Linked DNA regions of Mus musculus: region 1 is linked to region 2. The links are chromatin contacts, called in public HiChIP or PLAC-seq maps. All regions are on one chromosome and are shown on one strand. Each heading gives the region's core, a stretch centred on a gene start, on an enhancer-like site or on the middle of the called end of the contact. The rest is flanking DNA. Distances are from core to core; before and after follow the strand shown.

Region 1 (3,604 bases), core at 15-2,514, 340 kb after region 2:
ATGAAGGCAAGAGCGTGTGACTGGAACTCCTTCTGCCTCACATCTCATGGAGTAGAGGGGAAGAGCTGGTGCTCACGTGGCTTGTTGCTCTCACCCTTCTTAGCCGCCTGGCTGATGGTCTGATGCTGCTCACACTTCAGAAGGCTCCTGGCTCTTCCATCAGTTGTTTCCTAGAAGGCTCTCATAGACTAGCCTGAAGGTGCTGGGTGCTTTTGACAATCTCCATTAATAGCCATGTTCAGTTTCTTTTCTCAAGATTAAGGTCTCCCTGCCCCACTTGTATCCAGTGTGACTTGAATGCCCCCTTTTATTGTCCCATAGCCTATTCTCCTCCTTCCTTTTCTACTGTATGGTGCTAAAATTGTCATCGACGATGGGCTCTAGTCTCGCATTGGATAAGGGTCACACTCTTACACACTTCAAACTCTAATAAAGTTCATGGCACATAGTGTCTCATGAACGTTGAGTTATTGATGAGATTAGAAGTTAATAGACCTCAATCCATTTGCAAAATTCTACTAGAGCACTTGTCAACTTTAGGAGGAAAAAAAAATCATAGCTAGTGGCAAATAGGAAGAAAATTCATTAAAATGACACAACATCTTCACTTTGAACATATCTTTGAAGCCAGGGGTGAAAGTTTATATATTTGATAAGATTTAAAAATACTTCAAAACAATAAGTTGATTCCAGAAATATCCTAGGAAATGAGGGCAGCTTGCTCTTGGCTCTCAGGCTTCAACATGTTACATAGACATGCTGAGAGAAGCTAGGGCCTTCCTTCATGTGTTTCTCATCAGATAAAATGCAATAGAGCTAACCTGGACAGATCTTTCCCTGTAGCAGAGCCAAAGAATGACTAGCTCACATGGGAGGCAGAAGTCTACCTCCTCCTCCTCCGGACACCATCAATTCTCTCACTAGGAACAAAGGACATGTAAGTGAGGATTGGCTGAGGAGAAACTGGAATTAATTAAAAAGTCATGTTCGAGCATTTTCTCTTAGAAGCTGTCTGATGTATTTGTTTCAATTTAAAAGCAATCAGAATCAGCTGTGATCGCTCTGTAAGACTTTTTAAGAAGAGTTGCAAATGACACCCAAAGTTTGTGTTCTCTCTCTCTCTCTCTCTCTCTCTCTCTCTCTCTCTCTCTCTCTCTCTCTCTCTCTCTCTCTATCTGGTTTTTAGTAGTAGGCCGTAGGCCTCTCTAGGAATGACAACAGACTTATACTGACCTTTAGCCTCACAAATATTGACAAAGAAACTAGCTAGCATTTACAAAGTTTCATGTCCTGTAGCACAGATCTTTTTGCCTCTCAGTCAGTTGTGGGTAAGAGTAATGGGTCCAACATTTCCCAAGGAGGCTGAGTACAGCCTCTGGCCAACTGCTGTGGCTCCTAGCTGACGGCGCTTTTCCCTTTCAAAGACAAGCTGCTGCTTCAGCATCCTCTCCTGGAGTCCTTGGCAAGATTTCAGGCCATGTGTCAGGGGAACCCTTGCGCACATTACTATGACGGAAGCCAAGTGCTGGCCCACAAATATTGAGTATTACTTATACCCAGGAGAGTTGAAGCAGACGCCTGGGTATGGCACAGCTCAGGGTGCCTTGAAGAACACAGAATAACAGAACCCACCGATGTTTATTGTTACTCCACAGCTGCCTGTGACACAGCCCTTTTGCAGTCCACGTGGAGTTTAGCCAATAGCGTTTGGTGGGGCATTTTCCTCTCAGTAGCCCCTCAAATGAAGCAAGATTCGCACAGTTAAATAGAAAAGTTTTCATATATATTTTTAAGTAGGGCCACAGCATATACGACCCCCTAGGGGGCACTCTATTAATGAATGCAACCTGTGTTCTTGGTAAAGGCCACTATTAAACTGGTTCGCTGTGTTTGGCCAGCTAGCTGCCGATGGCATTTAGGTGTGTTGTTTGGTGGGGTGACTCAATTTCCTGTAGGATAGCTGGCAACTCCACATTGAATTCTCCCACTCGCCAGGGGAGGAGGGATAGAAAGGTCAGTTAGGCCTTGTCTTAGAACAGTGGGGTTTAAAATGCCTGAACTTGAAGACATAATAATGACCCTGAAAAACTGTAGCTTGTCACACTGTCTCAGTCCCGGAGTTTGAAAGAAGTAAATTCTAACGCGACAAACCCAGCATTGGTTTTATAAACGAAATTTGTTTATTCCGCCGTATGTAAATATTCTCTCAGCAGTATGTACAAATGCTGGAGGTTAATTTCATTCTTTAAATACATAGAGAGCATGTGGAACATTTTTGAACGTATGTATGTGACCTTACTTGATTTCTGATAGTCAAAATGGCTAAGCCATGACTTCAATATAAACTGGATCTTTGGCAACCAATTGCTCCTCACGTTGCTATACCACCCACTTAAAGGCAAAGCCCATGTCTAAGTGTCTTGAAACATTAAATTGAAACTTTCCGGAGTTACTGTTTCTCATAAAAAAAAAAAAGACTGAAATATAATACATAGAGCCATATTCTGCTAGGTCCGAGGTCTGAATTCTACTTCTGATTTCAGAAAGCTTTCATGAAGATCGCCAAGGTGGGGGTAGGAAGTATACGCCACACACTGGGAGGTCCCCTGGAACTCTTGCTTTCTCAGAGTCGGGTGGCAGAAGGCAGAGACATCAAGTCTTAAAGATGTGCAGAGAGGATGTTTGGCTTGGGATAACTAAAAAAAAAAAATGACAGGAGATGGATTCTACACAATAGCTATGCCTCTGACCGCACGGCATATACAAACTATGAACGTCTCACCTGGCTTTATGTTAATTTCCTCCTTCAATTTTCTGACTGCCTGTTTTACATAGAGAAGGGAGGAAAGCAGAAACACCGGAACTGTATAAGAAACAGACCACCATGGCGTCCAGTCAGTGCTCCACTTACATATGGAATGGATTCAGTATTTTGAAATATTAAACTAGTGTTTCAGCGCTCTAGGTTGTGGGGCCACAAAGGACTCTCCATGTTTGCGCATCTTTCTTTTACAGAGCCAACTTGTAATATTTTGCAGTTTTGTGATCAGGAAAAACCAAACAGATAAACTATTTAACACTTACCTTGTACAGTTATCTTTAAGATCGTCTCCATTGTTAAAGAAAGAAACATCAACTTTAAATTTCAATTCAGGAGGTTTAAGGAATTGCTGACTTAAGGTCTCTTTAGAGATTAGTGAAGAGGGGACGCACAATTAGAGGCAAATTTCAATACTCAGCAGTCAAAATGACGAGCATACAGTTCAATAATGTCAGAGAAGGACAAGCCAAGAAGCAAGTCTCACACACTCTAAAAGTTACTGAAATTTTTACAAATGTAAGGAAATCTCAGAATCCTGAGATTCAACCCACCGCATTCTTTGTCCCGCCTGATAATTAATGGAGCCTACATTGGGGCAGAACTTCTTTCCCCCACAATACTGTAGATCAGAAGGGGAAAAGGAGAACCCCACCACTTCACATAAGGCTTTTCCTTTCTCCTGCCAGTTTTGTAGGCTAGACCCCTGGGGTTTCAACTTTTCTCTTTCTGAAATAAGATTGCTGTTCAGTTTCGGAACTGACCGGCTTAGGGAAAGTGGCCAAG
Region 2 (3,385 bases), core at 334-2,833:
GGCTACACAGAGAAACCCTGTCTTGAAAAGACAAAAAAAAAAAAAAAAAAAAAACAACCAAAAAACAAAACAAAAACAGATTTCTTCTTTGAAGGCTTTTCTCCTTTCTTCGATTTTCTCCTTTTGCTGAGATGTAAATTCATAGCATGTGAACTTACAGCACACACATTGATAGTTCCTTATAGATATTCTTGCTGCATTATCTTTGCATGTGTCCTAAGTGGCCTGAGATCCTTTGACATCCCAAGGTGTCAAAGACACTGTGTCCAAAGTAAATAACATCCGGAACGGAAGTGGAATGAAATATCTACATAGGACTGCTTGCTTGATTCTCCTAGCGGAGTCTCCCTGACACACTGCTCTCTTGACTTGGCAGAGCATTTGCTTGCTCTACTGATGACAAACCCAGAGGATGACATGATTGTGACAATTTCCTTGTAGTGACTTTGCTGTCATGGATGAACCTTTCTTTGCCCACACACTGTAAGAGAAAGTCACTGATTGAGTCTAAGCGGCTTTAGTGGCTGCCTTTCTCCACCCTCAGAACAGCCTGGGAATGACGTTGCCATCCTTCACAGGTCTTAACCCAGTAAAACTTTTGCTCTGTCTCTTTAGCAACTAGCCTTACTTGGGGTGGTGTGTTTGTGTTGATTTAACCATGCCTTCCCTCTGGGACAAGGAATACCACAGTCAGTGAAGATTCAGACCAGAAGTTCAGGTCACTGGGAGAATCCCACATGGTAGGCACCTGTATGTCAGCAAGAACACTCCTGTTCCAATTTAATGTGGATCCGTCTTGCTCCTATCATTTCTACTGTCTTCTTTCTGACTCTTAATTTATAGAATCTAATGGACAAATGTGTTTTATCAAATTTCAATAAAAGATCCCTAGGTGAACCCTGAACTGTGTTATGTACACTCTAGCCATAAAATAAATACTCACTGATTTTAGTGACTAACCACGGAGACTGTAGTTCTTACATATACTCAAAAGGCTCTGCATCAGTGATACAAGGGTCTGTAGATGTAAAATCCAAATAAATACTTAACAATGGAAGTTCTGCCTGCACAATGATCTCATTAACAGGGATTTGCTCTCCTTGCTCTTCCTACCTCTTCTGTTATCATACTGTTATAATATGTTGTCTATGATACATAAGAATAATAATATACATGCTGTCTATAATAGTAAGGGTTCTATATATCCAAGGTGCACAGAGAATGGGTTAAGACTTAGGCTTTGAGTGACTCACTACTCAAGCAGTCATCAGAAAAGAGAGGCTTCTGCTCTAAGTCCTGCTCCAGTCCTCCTGCTTCTTCCTCTTTTAGGGAAAAGAGAAACGGGAATCTTCTGATGGAGGTGCAGGCAAGCCTCTTGGTTTCTAGACTACAAGATGTCATCATTTGTAAGAGTTTACTAGGAAAGCCAGGGCCCTGGACACCTCAGGAAACATGGGGGAAAGCCCATGCAACCAGGAAACGGGCATTATCGGGGAAGGCATCCCCAGATGAAGGAAGAGGGGTGCAGCCAACTGTCCAGACGACTCAGCATGAGGTAGCGAGGTCATGCTGGGGTGATCTCACCCAAGGTACACCTTTGGGTAAATCATTAGTCATGAGTAAGCTTGAATAGTAACAGACCTCATGGCCTGGCATCGCCTTGCTACTTGGTGGCCCCTGTTTAATTTCCTAGCACAGTTGGCTTCTGCAAATCCTTACTTAGTATTGTCTTATCCTGCTGTCTTCTGTCAGGACAAGATAATGAAAAGCACTCCTTTAATTAACATCTCTGTGTATTTTAATTGATTGAGAAATTTCGTTATAATTTTATTAAGAGAAAGTTGCAATGAAATTTAATTCACTTCCTATGTCTTTTTTTTTTAATATTTGTATTCCTTTGCGATTCTTATCCACTTAGTGTATGTGATTTTTGCTCCTCCTGCCTTTCACTTTTGGTGTTTTTCTAAATGTCTTATAACTCCTCCACAGTTGTCATGTTCCCGTATATCTCCTTCCAGCCATCTTATGTAAGGCCACACCTGCTGAAGGTCTTTCGATGATGAGCTGAAGTTTATCCGGTCATGTTAGTTACTGGTCTTAGCTTTATGCCTTTGTGGGGAAATCACCTCCATGTGTCTTAGGGAAGCAGGGGGCTACTATTGTCTAGTCTGAGAACACTGAAATTGTGTGCAAAGAGGCATAGCAACGTTCAGTATGCTGATGAGTGGGTCCTTGTTTGTCAGGTAAGAATACCAGGGCTCACACCAATAAGCAGCAATGCTAGCGTTGCATGGGGACCTGACTTGGTTTTTGTTTTGTTTTGTTTTAACCCAGTAACTACATTGTATAGAGTTGTTTGCAAAGCTGGCAGAGAACCACTTAAAAGAGTGTTGCAAATGGCAATGTAGATGAAGAGCAGAACCATTTTATAGGTACAGGACAAGGAGCTGATGGAAGAGATGGAGGGAAGCTGTGAAGTCTAGATGCCCCAGTACTTGGCAGTACTTGGCTAGGAAGCAGGACTGGGAAAGAAGTTAGGGGTTTCCCCAGGATACAAATAAGACAGAACCCAGCAAGAGAGGCCTGGAGGAGGGATAGTTCCTTGATGGTGCTCTCTGGTGGTGCTCCCTGGTTGGGAGCTTCTCAGGTGGAGCTCTGTGTGTACCAGGTATGCAGACATGTCTAGAGTTCAGAAGAGCAAGCTGAACCAGTGAGCTTTCCTGGGAGATGTCCATGGTGAGAGGTGGTGGCTGTCATTCAAGTCAACAATATCACTGGGGGCAGGGGAGGGATGACTAAGGTGAGAACACAGGAGCGGTGGGCACTCACGCATGCTGGCAATGGGAAGGGAGAAGAAAGGAAAAGGCTGAAAATGAAACCAAATAAACAGAGTGCAGATGGTGTGAAGAAACTCAGTGTGTGGACACCAAGAGGAAGGAGGATGGCAGAAAGGAGGGCAGGCAGGAAGGTTAGGAGTGTTCCCTAGGAAGCCTAACTCAGTTGGCAAAAGAAAGTCCTACAGCGGGAGGAGCAGAAAACAGATTGAGCTTGGTTATGTGTAAATAAGAGGGGACAATAGAGACAGTGGGTGTGAGCGTGATTAATTACTTCAACAAATGGGCCTTATTGTGAGGAAGCGATGGTAAGTTTTTGAACAGAGAAATTGGAAATTATTTTTTAAATAAGAATTCAGTGTCATCAAGCTCTTTTTATCCTCAGGGGAAGGATTTGACAATAAAGAAAAGTACAGTGAGGATAAAGGTCCAGGCTCTTTATCAGATGTTATAGAGAGATCAGATCCAAAACATTAAGGGAAGGATTTACCTGAGGTGGTAAACGTGTGTGTGTGTGTGTGTGTGTGTGTGTGTGTGTGTGTGTGCATGTG

What was found. HiChIP or PLAC-seq counts read pairs in DNA pulled down with a chosen protein or histone mark.
Region 1: a FOXA1 HiChIP or PLAC-seq map of pancreatic cancer cells shows a contact between it and region 2. The contact joins two enhancer-like sites. A contact is called at or near these places in 3 of 39 promoter capture datasets (hippocampal neurons, liver and pre-B cells), 12 of 484 Hi-C or Micro-C datasets (the AML12 cell line, CD4 T cells, adipose-derived mesenchymal stem cells and 3 more), 1 of 115 datasets of contacts at active chromatin or transcription factors (pancreatic cancer cells) and 1 of 9 other capture datasets (liver).

Annotation. Positions count from the first base shown.
Region 1 is chr13:109,898,382-109,901,985 of GRCm38.p6, forward strand. The region is part of intron 7 of Pde4d (phosphodiesterase 4D, cAMP specific); the gene reads left to right. Among named protein-coding and RNA genes, the nearest start is that of Mir1904, 3.6 kb to the right of the region's middle. Within about 2 kb of position 1,265, at least 22 of the 459 cell types and tissues checked have an H3K27ac peak or open chromatin away from gene starts, as enhancers often do. A contact at or near this core is called in pancreatic cancer cells, where this site is marked.
Region 2 is chr13:109,554,143-109,557,527 of GRCm38.p6, forward strand. All of the region lies in intron 3 of Pde4d (phosphodiesterase 4D, cAMP specific), which reads left to right. Among named protein-coding and RNA genes, the nearest start is that of Gm32703, 110 kb to the left of the region's middle. Within about 2 kb of position 1,584, at least 11 of the 459 cell types and tissues checked have an H3K27ac peak or open chromatin away from gene starts, as enhancers often do. A contact at or near this core is called in pancreatic cancer cells, where this site is marked.